Linked DNA regions of Mus musculus: region 1 is linked to region 2. Evidence: chromatin contacts called from public promoter capture Hi-C data. All regions are on one chromosome and are shown on one strand. Each heading gives the region's core, a stretch centred on a gene start, on an enhancer-like site or on the middle of the called end of the contact. The rest is flanking DNA. Distances are from core to core; before and after follow the strand shown. Region 1 holds the start of Olfr90 (olfactory receptor 90). Region 2 holds the start of Rnf39 (ring finger protein 39).

Evidence for each region. Capture Hi-C pulls out chosen DNA fragments and counts their contacts.
Region 1: a contact with region 2 is called in a promoter capture Hi-C map of pancreatic islet. The contact joins the promoter of Olfr90 here to the promoter of Rnf39 in region 2. A contact is called at or near these places in 14 of 39 promoter capture datasets (the 3T3-L1 cell line, the HPC-7 cell line, cranial neural crest and 7 more), 1 of 15 datasets of contacts at CTCF or cohesin (the NIH/3T3 cell line), 2 of 484 Hi-C or Micro-C datasets (both in embryonic stem cells), 17 of 115 datasets of contacts at active chromatin or transcription factors (embryonic fibroblasts, embryonic forebrain, embryonic hindbrain and 8 more) and 3 of 9 other capture datasets (adipose tissue, liver and pancreatic islet).

What each region holds. Positions count from the first base shown.
Region 1 is chr17:37,082,231-37,089,249 of GRCm38.p6, reverse strand. It overlaps Olfr90 (olfactory receptor 90), which reads left to right and starts at 3,014. Exons shown (of 1, transcript NM_146477.2): 1 at 3,014-4,059. The coding sequence starts at 3,087. The coding sequence ends at 4,019. It overlaps Gm41579 (a long non-coding RNA gene), which reads right to left and starts at 1,524. Exons shown (of 3, transcript XR_876797.2): 1 at 1,450-1,524; 2 at 72-189.
Region 2 is chr17:36,940,969-36,947,611 of GRCm38.p6, reverse strand. It overlaps Rnf39 (ring finger protein 39), which reads right to left and starts at 4,561. Exons shown (of 4, transcript NM_001099632.1): 1 at 4,162-4,561; 2 at 2,416-2,438; 3 at 2,117-2,208; 4 at 1-556. The coding sequence starts at 4,524. It overlaps Gm33595 (a long non-coding RNA gene), which reads left to right and starts at 530. Exons shown (of 2, transcript XR_385575.3): 1 at 530-1,256; 2 at 2,452-2,915.

The DNA.
Region 1 (7,019 bases), core at 1,765-4,264, 140 kb before region 2:
CCTGGGCATCACCACTATAGCTGTGGCTATTCCTTAGTTTCCTTTGTGGAATTCCATCATTTCTAAGATACCTCTGGGTTAGGAGATGATTAGAATCACATGGCTGAAGTAATGGGGTCAACCATCCTTTACATCCTGCTTATCATTTTACACTGTGATAATCTTCTGGATTACAACACTGTTCTGCCTCTGTGGAGAGAGTGTAGATTTGCATGTTTACCACTGCTATGGCTGTCACTCAACATACCAAAGAACCAATGTAGGATTCTGCCAACTACCAAATATACACAGTCAGAGCATAACCATTTGAACTGGGCTAGTGGAACCTATGTTCTCATTATGATTCATCAGATGAGGGGTAGACAAATATCTCAAGAGATCTACAAACCTAGGATTTGAACATCTGTATTATTATTACAATATAGAATATTTCAAAGGAATTAAGCAGAAAGGGAAGAATTTGAGAAGTGTTAATGGTATAGTCCTATATGGATATATGAAAGAACTAAGAAGATGTCTGGATGGTGGGTGAAGAAGAGCAGATGTGACATTGGTTATTCCAAATACTATCTTATTGAGAGAAAGGTAGTGGGTGAACTATTGACCTACTCCAGTGGGGACTATTGCTGGCATGCTTCCTCCAGAATCCCATGCCCCTTTACCATAATTACAAGCTAATTAACTGTCTATGGGCTGTGGAACCCTTGGGTCTCAGCTGAATTAATGAGCTGTTTCTCCACAGGAAAGGAATTCTGGGATTCACTCTCCACAAAATACCATGTCAGGCTTTCCACCACCAGGACCACTAACAGATAGTAACTTTTCCATGTACTGAGGGGGTAAGCTCTTTGTATAAACCTTAATGGAAGAGATGACTCTGCCCTACCTTGACTTCATTTGTGCTATATAAAAGAGAGTGGATTATAGTTGTTTACACAACTCTGATTGCTTACAAATATACTCATTTATCTTATTGATTTCAACTTTCTTTGCTTCAACTTCTCGTGTTAAGAAGATACAGATATGCAGAGTTGTAAAGGATAATGATGTGTGTAAACAGATGTTTAACAACCAGCTTGGTTAGCCTTAGTTTATAGTATTTGCTGAATTTACACAGTGGAAATACTCCTAGCAAGGAAGAGGCTAGCTAACATTTATTTACTAACAGGTACTACTATGCACTAGATATAGCTCATTGCACATACTTGTACTTAGAAAAGTGCCCAGTAGGAACCATTATCAATTCTTACTAATACTAGATATCTAGGCACCCATTCAGAGATGAGGAATCTTATATTCAGTTTTCTTCTTGGTGTCCATGTTGGGAACAAAGCACCTGTTGAGAGTTTGGTGACAGACTATTATTGCTGGCCAAAGAGGAAGAGGATATTCTGTCGTTGAAGGTACGTAAAATATTTCTCATCTGTGAAATATCAGATGTGTACTTACCAACCAAGCCTCAGGATGGAAGGCGAATGAAACCAGAGATTTTTGTTTGTTTCTTTGCTATTGGAGAAGGTTGCTTTGAAAAAAAAACACAAAGAAACAAAGAATAAGATTTCATTTAGTGTGTGTGTGTATGTGTGCGTGTGTGTATTCATGTGTACATGTGTGTGTCAGTGCTTGCAGAGGCCAGAAAAGGATATTGAATTTCCTGAAGCTGGATCCATAGGCTATTGTGAACTGCTTGTGAACTGCTTGTGAACTGCTTGACATGGGTGTTGAGAACTGAACTCTGGCTCGCACCAAGCACTTTTAACTGCTGAGTCCATTTTTGCTCTTGAAATAAGGAATCACTGTGTGGCCCATGCTGTCCTCAAACTCATCACCCTTCTTCCTCCACCTCCTGAGGGCTGCCATGAAAGGCATGAAAGGCTGCCACAATGCCTGACCTAAACAGGGTGAATTTCTAACACCTATACCAGCCATGTGGTTTCATTCCTTCAAGTTCTGAACAGGAGCAGAGCATGGTCAGCCACAGTTCCCCTCTTTCTGCATTTCTCTGAACACCAGGCCCGAGAAATTATCTCTGGAATCTTCATCCTAATATCTGTTGGACAGGTGCCTGAAACATGTTATTTACCCTGATACAGTTTGATCATTGATAAAATTGGGATGATCATTGCAGAGCTATTTGTAGAAACCAGGTGTTCAGATAGATATCTATCACAATTGGCCCAAGGAAAATACTTTGCAGATGTAAAATCTCAATATAAAAAGGAGAAAGTGATTACCAGACCATCATTGACTTCTTCAGATGACCAACCCCTGCCCTGTCTCATAGTACAATGTTTACACCTTAGAGCTTCAGAGGGAAAAAAATGTACAGGCCAATAAATGTCAGAAAGACAGGCAGACAGTGGTGGCACACACCTCTAATCCCAGCACTCAGGACAGAGGCAGGCAGATCTCTGGGTATGAGGTTAATCTGGCCTACAGAGTGAGTTACAGGATAGTCAGGGCTACACAAAGAAAACTTGTCTCAAAAAAAAAAAAGAAAGAAAGAGAGAGAGAGGGGGGAGGGAGGAAGAAAAGACAAGACAAGAAGAAAAGAAAAGAAAAACAGGATGACACAAACTAGGAGAAATTATACCAAATGGAAAAGCTCAAAAGAGAGAAAAGGGCAAAGAAACAGGTATTTGAAACACATAAAGATATTCAGAATGAGGCAGAGAAAAGGAAGGAGTTAATTGCCAAGAGAACAAGCAAATTAGAAACAGAAAGTTAGTAAGAACAGAAGTTGGTGCGTGAATGAGTTGGGTGCCACTACGGTAACACACTGAAAACTGCACAAAGAAAGCAAAGAGTGCTTTGCTGCTATTGACATCAGTCTCCTTTGCCCAGGAACCCAGTGTGAGGAGCCACCTGTTCTCCACCACACTCCTGGTTTCCTCTCAGCTAGTGGACTCTATCTGACCAGGAGGAAGAATGGAAGAAAAGTCCTTAGGTGACGGGCCTGGAGAAGGGAGCCTGAGAAACATCAGTCTACCTTGTGTGTCCTGAGAAGTAGTCAGGGTGAGTTTTCACCAGGTCCTTTGTACCACACTAAGCTGACAGTCTCATCCCTCCAACTAGATACAGAGACCATGGTCAACCAGAGCTCCCCCGTGGGCTTCCTCCTGCTGGGCTTCTCTGAACACCCACAACTGGAAAAGGTTCTCTTCGTCGTTGTCTTGTGCTCCTACCTCCTCACCCTCCTAGGAAACACACTAATCCTCCTGCTGTCCACCCTGGATCCCAGGCTCCACTCTCCAATGTACTTCTTCCTCTCTAACCTCTCCTTCTTGGACCTCTGCTTCACCACAACCTGTGTCCCCCAGATGCTGTTCAACCTCTGGGGCCCCGAAAAGACCATCAGCTTCCTGGGATGCTTTGTCCAGCTCTTCATCTTCTTATCTCTGGGGACGACGGAGTGCATCCTGCTAGCAGTGATGGCCTTTGACCGCTATGTGGCTGTGTGCCAGCCCCTGCACTATGCCACCATCATCCACCCTCGCCTGTGTTGCCAGCTGGCAGCTGTGGCCTGGACGATTGGCCTAGTGGAGTCAGTAGTTCAGACGCCATCCACTCTGCGCCTGCCCTTCTGTCCCCACCATCAGGTTGACGACTTTGTGTGTGAGGTCCCTGCTTTGATTCGACTGTCCTGTGGGGACACCACCTATAATGAGATACAAATGGCTATTGCCAGTGTCTTCATCTTGGTTGTACCTCTGAGCCTCATCCTTGTCTCTTATGGTGCCATTGCCAGGGCAGTGCTGAGGATAAGCTCTGCAAAGGGGCGCAGGAAAGCTTTTGGGACCTGCTCTTCCCACCTCATTGTGGTCACTCTCTTCTACAGCTCAGTCATCGCTGTTTATCTGCAGCCCAAGAATCCTTATGCTCGAGAGAGGGGCAAGTTCTTTGGTCTCTTCTATGCTGTGGGAACTCCTTCTCTTAACCCTCTCATATATACCCTAAGGAACAAGGAAGTAAAGAGGGCATTCAGGAGGCTGCTCTGGAAGGAAGTGAAGCCCGGCTGACACACTCTCAGTAAGCTGAATGGGAAATCTGCATGCCTTGTAGGCTTAAGTTTTCCTCCCTAACATCTTCAGACCTATCCTGCCTCTGTAGTAGATGACAGACTGTAAGACACAAAGAAGAGAGGTTCAGTAAAGGAGTATAACTATGCAAAAACCTTACCACATGAATCAAATGTAATCTACCTGTATTTTCATTAATTCATCCTCGTCCTCATACGCTTCATCTCATTGACTTTATCTCTAATTCCTTTCCCTTCCCTGTAAATATAAAGTATCGTATTTATTTTTTAAGGTTTTATTTTATTTTTGTTTTTTTTTTTAAAGATTGATTTTATGCGTACAATGTAGCTGTCTTCAGACATACCACAAGAGGGCATCAGATCCCATTACAGATGGTTGTGAGCCACCCTGTAATTGCTGGGAATTGAACTCACTAGCTCTGGAAGAGCAGCCAGTGCTCTTAACTGCTCAAACACCTCGCTGGCCCAAGGTTTGATTTTTATGTTATGTCTCTGTGTGAGTGTGTGTATATGTGCAGATGTCTGAGGAAGCAAGAAGAGGTCCCCTGAAACTAGAGTCACAGACAGTTGAGTTATCTGACATGGGTGTCTAACTTGAACTCTGATCCTGGAAAGAACACAAATGCTGAGCCATCTCTCTAGCTACTTGTCACATCCATGCTGCTGTGTCTATACCAATAATAAAAATGTCCCGGTATCAGCTGGGCGTGGTGGCACACACCTTTAATCCCAGCACTCTGGAGGCAGAGGCAGGCGGATTTCTGAGTTCGAGGCCAGCCTGGTCTACAAAGTGAGTTCCAGGACTGCCAGGGCTATACAGAGAAACCCTGTCTCGAAAACACCACACACACTCTATGCCCCTCCTTAGAATTGGGAACAAAACACCCATGGAAGGAGTTACAGAGACAAAGTTTGGAGCTGAGATGAAAGGATGGACCATGTAGAGACTGCCATATCCAGGGATCCACCCCATAATCAGCATCCAAACGCTGACACCATTGCATACACTAGCAAGATTTTATCGAAAGGACCCAGATGTAGCTGTCTCTTGTGAGACTATGCCGGGGCCTAGTGAACACAGAAGTGGATGCCCACAGTCAGCTAATGGATGGATCACAGGGCTCCCAATGGAGGAGCTAGAGAAAGTAGCCAAGGAGCTAAAGGGATCTGCAACCCTATAGATGGAACAACATTATGAACTAACCAGTACCCCAGAGCTCTTGACTCTAGCTGCATATGTATCAAAAGATGGCCTAGTCGGCCATCACTGGAAAGAGAGGCCCATTGGACATGCAAACTTTATATGCCCCAGTACAGGGGAACGCCAGGGCCAAAAAGGGGGAGTGGGTGGGTAGGGGAGTGGGGGTGGGCGGGTATGGGGGACTTTTGGTATAGCATTGGAAATGTAAATTTTACCTAATAAAAAATGGAAAAAAAAAAGAAGAAAAAGAAAACACCACACACACACACACACACACACACACACACACACACACACACGTCCCGGTATCATTAGCTTGATGCTGGGGGGCGGGGCTGGGGGAAGAGCCTTGGGAAGCAGCCTGAAATGCAGCCAGTTTTCTCCTTACCAATTCCAGACAGCCAGATCACAAACAGGAATAGCTTCTCTTCAAAGGAGGTAGAACAACTTCTGCCCTGAGAGTTTGCTTCCATCTACTGGGCAGATCTGGAACTGCATCGATATGCCGAAAGGGGGGGGGGGAACCTCACCCAAGTCTCCTCCCTAAACAGAAGCACACGTCAGAGCTGCTAGGGGGTAATTAACGTTATAGTTGGTGTGATATACTAATGCCTTGTGATGTTCCAGGTACTGTTTAAAGTAACGTACACCCCTCCACTTCATTCTTGTAGTATTATGAAGCTTTATTCAGAAGCAAAAACTAAAAGTTCAAAACCATCTCTCAAAGTTTTCAGCTAGTACTGGCACCTATCCAGTTAGTAATCCTGCCTTAATATAAATAGAGCCCTCCTAGCTCAAATGAGAAGCCTCAATTTGTCCTCAAACTTAAGAAGAATCTATGTTAACTAGACATATGTCCACCCTATAGCCTCCCTATAGGTTTTTCAAGTGTTTCAAAGCACCCTGTGAGACCACTAGAGACAGAAGTCAACTTTGACAAGAAAGTTGAGCCTGGAGGTTTGCCCCAATAGGACAGCCCTTCCTCGAATGTGCTAGAGTTCCAGTATCTATGATGGTCTGAGAACTAGGAAGCTGAGGAAGTCGGGGGAGGGAGTCACCATAAATCTGAGGTCAGCCTGGGCTACCTAGGAAGACCTTGTGAAAAAAAAAAAAAAAAAAAAAAAAAAAGCAAAAATTGTCTCAACTTCTTCCTGCCTTGGTTCTACCAATATCAAGGCATGAGCAGAACTTCAAAGAAAGTGGATACAACGTGGCATGAAATTTTATTCCTCAAAGTATGTGGAAGGATCTCTAGGGTTCTAATCTACCTAGCTTTCCTGTTTGTTGCGCCCACCTCGGCCGGCAAGGAAGACACAACACGGTCAGATTCTTCTCAACAGCCTTTATTGCAGGAACACCTCCATGCTGCTACGGGAACCCCGGGCACCCAGGGCACCCTGGGAGGTCTGCTTATATACTCTCAGCCCCCAACCACTCACAGCAGGCCATGCCACCTCACCAGGTATGCAGCTTCAGCCAATCAGGGCGGCAGGGGCACGTCTCCACCAAATATGGACTTGTTTACACCGCCAGCATCATGGTGCACCTGCGCAGCTCTCGAGATGGCCATGGCTTATTTTCAGGTGTATGAGGAAGTCAGGTGCAAGTCATAAGACTTAGCTGCAGTCCCGGGCGCCATCTTGGGACTGCTGCCATACCTGCTCCTCACACCTGTTAAACTTAGCAATACCAAACTCCCTTTGGGCACAATACCAGTGAAGGAAGAAAAGGGAAATCCTAGTTTCATTTCTACTTCAAGTATTAACACGTACTCTGGCA
Region 2 (6,643 bases), core at 3,312-5,811:
AGCGGGGTACGCGGGTCACAAGTGCAGAGCAGGGGGAAGACACGCTCCCCGAGCGGGCCCGGCGCCTGGAAGGCGAAGAGCAAGTCCAATGAGCGGCCGTCATAGAAGGCCACACGACCCCGCTCCCAGTCCAAGTCCACGCGAATGCGCTGCGGCGGGGGCCTGGCACCACCTAGCAGGGTGGGCTCTGGAGCCGTGAGCGCCCACAAGCGGCCGCCGCGGCCCTCCACGGCCCATATAGCCTCCGATGGGCACAGCTTGATGAGGCCCTTGCGGGTCACGGACTCCCCGGCAGCGCCCACGGCGTAGCAGCTCTCTCCCGCGTTCTCATCCTGAGCTGTAGAGTCTCTGAAGGACGCGCCTTCCGCGGTCTCCACCTCCCAGCAGTGGCGGCCTGACGCGAAGCCCTGCGCACCCAGCACCGCCGGGAGCTGATCAAAGCGCGCGGGGCTGTCCAGCGGCGCAGGCGTTCCGGGTGGAGCCAGACTCACGCCGCGGTAGTCAGAGGAGATGAGCAGATCACGGTGTGCTGTGCGAGGGTCGAGCGTCAGGTCAGCTGCAGAAGAGGGGAGAGGGGGAACAACACATGGTACGTTTTTTAAGTCTAGAGAGAAGGGTGAAGAAGAGCAGAGGTGCTTGAGTCCTCTCGCAGTTCCCCTAGCGACCAGGGCGACCAGGATGGGAAGACACTAAGGCACAGAGCCGCTTTGTGCTCTGATCCACCACTTTTGTGGAACTGGACTTGGACAAAGACTATGCTGGTCAAGGAACCCAGCATGGAGACCTGAGGGGAGGCTGGTGTGTGGTGTTGGTGGAAGAGTGGCGGATGGGACTTATAGGGAGAATGATGACTAATACTTGAATCTGCAAGTGTGGTGGCTTTAATCCCAGCACTTGGGAAGCAAAGAGGGCAAAACTCTGTGAGTTCGAGGCCAGCTTGTATAGCAAGTTCCAGGCCCCTTAGGACTACATAGTAAGACCCTGTGTCAACAACAACACAAAGCAAAAACCTTGAATCTGGGTTGGGTACGGGAGCCAGGTCAGCAAGACTACTTACTGAGAGAGACTGATACCTGAGAGAGACTGATACCAGATAGGAACTAGAGTGATTTAAAGGAAGGGCAAAGGGAGGAATCCAAGGTATCTAGTAAAACCAGCCCATTTACCTTCCAGGCCAGGCCCATTTCTATAGGAGGTGTGGTCAGAGGAGATACAGAAATTGCCTAAGGGACCAGAAAGAGTCGCTGGCCTTGCAGGTATGGGGCGCTTTAAGGAAATGCTTCTGGATTAGGAGCTAGAAGGAATTTGTATTAAGTGAGATGGAGGGGTGACTAAGGAATGGAACATCTCGAGAGCTACCTTGGGAATGAGCACAGAAGGGGTAGAGGAGGTGCTGGAGTCTTGACCCCCTTTCCAAGAATGGGAGGAGGTGGAAGCAGGGATCTTGTACTGTCTGGGGGTACATAAAAAACGTGAGGGAACGTGGCTGAGATCTGAGGAATTAAGGATATTGTTCTGGGTTACATTGTGCCTCCTGTCCAGCTGTGGAGTTACATATGCATAGCCTCAGCACATTAGAGGCAAAGACAGGGACTAGAGGTCCATGCCAGCCTGGGATACATAGAAAGAGACTCTTTAAAGGGGGTGGGGTGTCAGTTTTGTTCCCCAATTTTCTGAATTTACCTTATGCGTGTGTGTGTGTGTGCGCGCGCGTGTGTTTGAGGGGAGGATTTTCACAAAGGTAATCAGGTTAAAAAATGAGATTATTACAGTAGGCCCTGATGCAGGATGATTTCTATCTTAAAAGAGAGTGGAGACACTTGCACACAGAGACAGGTACCTAGAAGGAAGCCCAGGTGAGACCATCTGTGGACCAAGGAAGTATTGAGGTTTCCAGAGCCAGGAGAGAGCATGGAACAGATTTCTCCTTAGCCCTCAGACTTCTATCTCTAGACTTTGAAGTGCGAATGGTGGTTGTTCAAGCCACCTATTTGTGACACTTCATTATTTCAGCTGTAGGAAGTCAAAACTGATACCAAAGTGGACTTGAGCATTTTCTAGAGCGAAGAGGGAGCAAACAGAGCATAGCTTATGATCCGCTCCCTCCCCTCTTCACCTGTCAGCCTGTGAAGCATGTTTTTGACCACGGGGTAATCTTCAGGGAGATCCTCCTCTGAGTTAGATGGCTTGGGTGCTGGGACATCGAATCTGGAGAGACGAAGGAAGTTATTGGCATCCCTGTCTTTTTGATGCTGCTTCTGATGATCCTAACCCACTCACTTGTCACAGAAACAGGTGAGGCTACACTCTAGAAAGCCCGTTGCTAAGTGGAGGTAAAGAGAGGGGTCTGGAGGGAAGGTCATGGCTATGGCTGTAGGTAGTGGGAAGGAAGAAACAAACAAAAATGGAACTCACCGTCTCCATGTCTTCCTCATATCCTGGTACGGGCAGAAGAAAACATAGGTGTGAGTTCACACTGTGGGACATCTTCCCCTCCGCCTCAGGTGAGCTCTGACTGCTTGATACCTTCCCACCTTTTAAAACCATCTCCCCACCCCACCCCAAACACCCTGCCCGCTCTGCTCCATTTTTCTCTTCAGTTCTCCCTTCTTCTTTCATGTCCTTTACTTCTGCCTACTCCAAAATCACTTTCTCCTCAGGTTCCTAGCTTCATCCAGACTGTTATATGCCTTCTCCATCCTTCCACAGCCTCAACACAACTACTTCTTACCTCTTGTTTAATCTTCCCAGGCCCACGCTCTCTTTTAGTATGCTCTCCTTCTTTAGTTACCAGCATGTCTTCCAGATATATGTCCACCCCGTCACCACAAAAGGGACACACACCCATATTCCTTGAGCTAAGAGTTGTTATATAAAAGCCTAACAATAAAGCTGCTCTCCTTTTTGTCTTAAAAGCTCAGTGGCGTTTATTGGGCTCTTTGGTTTTATTATGTCTCTGTACCCTCAGGCCCCTGATCTCAGAAGTGTCCTAAGAGACCCTACAGATTTTGTAGGGAGCCATGGAAGCCTGAAGAGGGCGCTAGATTCTCTCACCCTCCAAACACTGGGTTTCCTTCATCCCTCTTTTCTGATTCCAGAGAGGATGGCTGGGAAGGCCAGTGTGGCAGGAAGAAGAGAGGATGGCAATTACACCTAGACTAATTAGGTCTGTGAAGCCTTCAAAGGGCGGAAGCCAGACCCAGGGCGGGAGGGCTGCTAAGGGGTAAAAAAGCCAGATGGATGGTTTTGAGGTACTGTAAAGGAATAGGAGTGGTTGATGTCTAAGGGGCTCAGGGAGGGCCTAGTGGAAAACTTTATGGCTGCAACGTGGAGACTAGCAAGAGGCCTGCCAGCTGTTCACCCCGACCTAGCTTCCACCTGTTTCCGCCCGTGCCTGGGGATCTGGGAGGAGCTGAGAACAATAACAACCCACAGTTCGGCTATGGCTTGTTAGGGGAACCCCTGCCTCACTTGAGGCACTTTGATTTGACACACACACACACACACACACATACACACACACACACACACACACACACACACACACACTCACACTCGCATTAGACTCCTAATTTCCCATCCCTCCATTTCTGCTTTTTCTGCACCCAGTGTCAACCTTGGCTCCAGTGATTCTGTTTATTGGGTCCTATCACCACCCTCCCTGGGCTGCTCCTTTCCCTAATCCGGGTGTCTGCACCCCATTCCCCTTTCTGGCTCCCACCCCGGCTCTCCAGGAGGCTTCTGAGATCTCTAGGGGGCTCAGCCTTCTAACTGCCACTAGCCTGTTTCTTTCTGCCTCTTCCCTCCAGCCTCCTCCTCCCCTGACCGAGTCAATTTCTTCCAGCCTGTCCTACCTCCCTTTCTCAAACTACTCACTCAAGACTTGGCCAGTCTTTCTCCCTCCCTCCCCGCTTCCTCCCTTTCTTAAAATTCTTATTTAAAATTCCTTTATCTTTTCGATGTAGCCATTTCTGTACTGGAACTCGCTATGTCTATCAAACTGAACTTGAGCAATCCTCCTGCCTCCGCTTTCTGGTGCCAAGCTGTCTGCCACCTATATTTCCATTAGGGCTTCAGAGCGAAAAGCATGGCTCCCACCTTTGCTAGGACACCCACAAACCTCTTCTTCACCAACAACCAGAACCGGAGAAGGCGCCTTACCTCTCCGTGGGGATCCAGGCAACCCATGGTGGGGATGCGGCCACCGCGTCGTCTCCCGGCCCGGGCTCCGGGCTCCGCCAGTTTCTCACGCAGCCCACGGCTGATGCGCACCTCCACTGCCAGTCGCACGTTGGACCTCAGGCTGCGTCTGGGGCATGGCTGGCCACAGCACGGGCAGGAAGGGGGCGCCGCCTCCGAGCCGGACGCCGCCGGGGCCCCCCAGCAGCGCGCCAAGCACGCACGGCAGAAGCTGTGTTCGCACGCCAGCAGGACTGGGTCCTCGAAGGGGCCCCCGCACAGCGGACATGTCGCCAGCTGCTCCAGACGCTCCACCAACCCCGGGCCCAGCTCGGGAGCCTCCATGGAAAGCAGGGGTCCCGACGCACCCTAGTCCTCAGCCGCCCCCGAGCTCGCAAGTGGCGGACCACGCCCGCTGCGTGCTGACTTGACGCCCCTCGCTGCGCCTCCCTCATTCACTTCGCACCTCCTATCTACCCCTCTCCCGGGCTGCCTCGGTTACCCAGATCGGACTCAGAGCGTCTCCTCACCACGTCAGGTTTTATAGGGAGGGAGGAGGCCCGGTGCAGGAGGTAAACAGCAGACCTTGCGTAATGCCTCATCTGGTTCTCCCGCTTCCCTAGTAGGGTTTGGGGCAGCAGGGTGTGAAGACTGAGACACCTAGGTTCTAGAACCTAGGAGGTGAGCACCAGGGCATGCGCTGTGGGCAAGGTAGCACTGTTGGGTTTGGTAGCCCCCGTGAGTGAGTCCCTGAAGAGCGTGAGTCTCCCCCCTTGGCCTGCGGTGTGCTTTTGGTGGGCAGGATGCCCAGGCTCGCTCTTGGCATGCGTGCTCACATTGCCAGGGCATGAGTCATCCCAGGTGGCTGGCACACCTACATCTGGGGGTTGGGGGCCCGGAAGCTTGGGTCCTGGACTGTGTGGCTTTGGCAGGCCTCTGAGTGTTGGCGTGTGGTTGTCACTCCTGGCGCCTCTCTGCCTTCCATCTTCCTGCCTTGCCTATTAAGGTCTGGGGACACGCAAGCTTCTGGAGAAGAGCTGGAAGCAGGCGCCTACACACTCTTGCCTCTCAACTTCAGGCTCTGCATCCTCTCTCTCTCTCTCTCTCTCTCTCTCTCTCTCTCTCTCTCTCTCTCTCTCTCGTTTCCATTTTCTCTATGCTTTTCCTTTGTGTTTTTATTTTCAGCTTTCTTGTTCACCTTTACTTTGTACCTGACAATTACTCATTTCAACTGATCTCAGAGGCCCAGAGACCCAGATCATCAAGGGAATCAACTTACCCATTTGTTTAAGTGACAGATCCTGGGAGCTCCCTTCTGCCTTCATTTCTGATCTTTCCTTGTTACTCCCCACCCCACCTCTATCACCATCTCTTCCTTCTCTCCTCTCTTTCTTCCTGTTCTCTCCTCTTCCTAGCTCCCCTTTCTCTTTTCCTAGCCTTTCTGCCTGGATACATTTAGGAAATTCTGAAAAAGCTCTGTTTGTCCCCATATGTGACCACAAACACTGTTGCATGTGTACCATGCTCATTGGTGTCCCACTCCAGTACGCACAAGCCTATAGATAGATACACTCATACAGTACAGGCATTACAAACATATCTCAGTAGTCTCATAACATTGTGCATCAGGAGGTTGTTGAGGGACAGATGAACACTCAACCAAAATAACCAGAGAGGAACCTTGTCATTAGTTTTATTGTTGATGATAATAACAAAACAAGGCATGGGCTTTACAGAGCAGCAGCACTTTATTGGGCACCCCTTCCAGGCACCCTTCTTCCTCCCCCACAGTTACTAGAGAGGTACTCAAATGTGACACCATGATAAACAAACCTCCACAAACAAACACAGACCTCCCAGTGCAACATCAGGATGCACCAGCAAAATATGAGGCTGGGTGTGTTGGTGCATGCCTGTAATCCCAGAACTCAGGAGCATGAGGCAAAAGGATTGCCATGAGTTCCACGCCAACTTGGGCTGCATATGAAACTATCTCAAAAAACAGCTCCCATTCCAACTTAAAAAAAAAAAAAAGACCCAACAACGATCTAAATCTGTTTCACAAAAGATGCATTTCTATGCAGGTAGAAGGGTACCGTGCCACGCAAGACACTTCATCCAATTCCTAGAAACTGACGAAGACGTTGCCTTACTTAGAAACAGAATTAAGTTGAGGTTGTACTATGTTTGATGATTGGTTGAGCTTAGAGAGACTTCCCAGAGTACATAGGTGAATCCACTGTAATTACAAGCATTCTTAAAGTTCTCAGACTGACATTGCTGACATGTACACACACATACACACACACACACTTTATTGATATGTTTGTATCTGTATGAGAGAATGAAAGGAAAGGTCATCAGAAGAGGTTATCATATATCCTGAAGCTGGACTCAAAGGCAGTTGTGAGCCACCCAGAGTGGGTGCTGGGAACCTAACTCAGGTCCTCTGCAGATGTAGCAA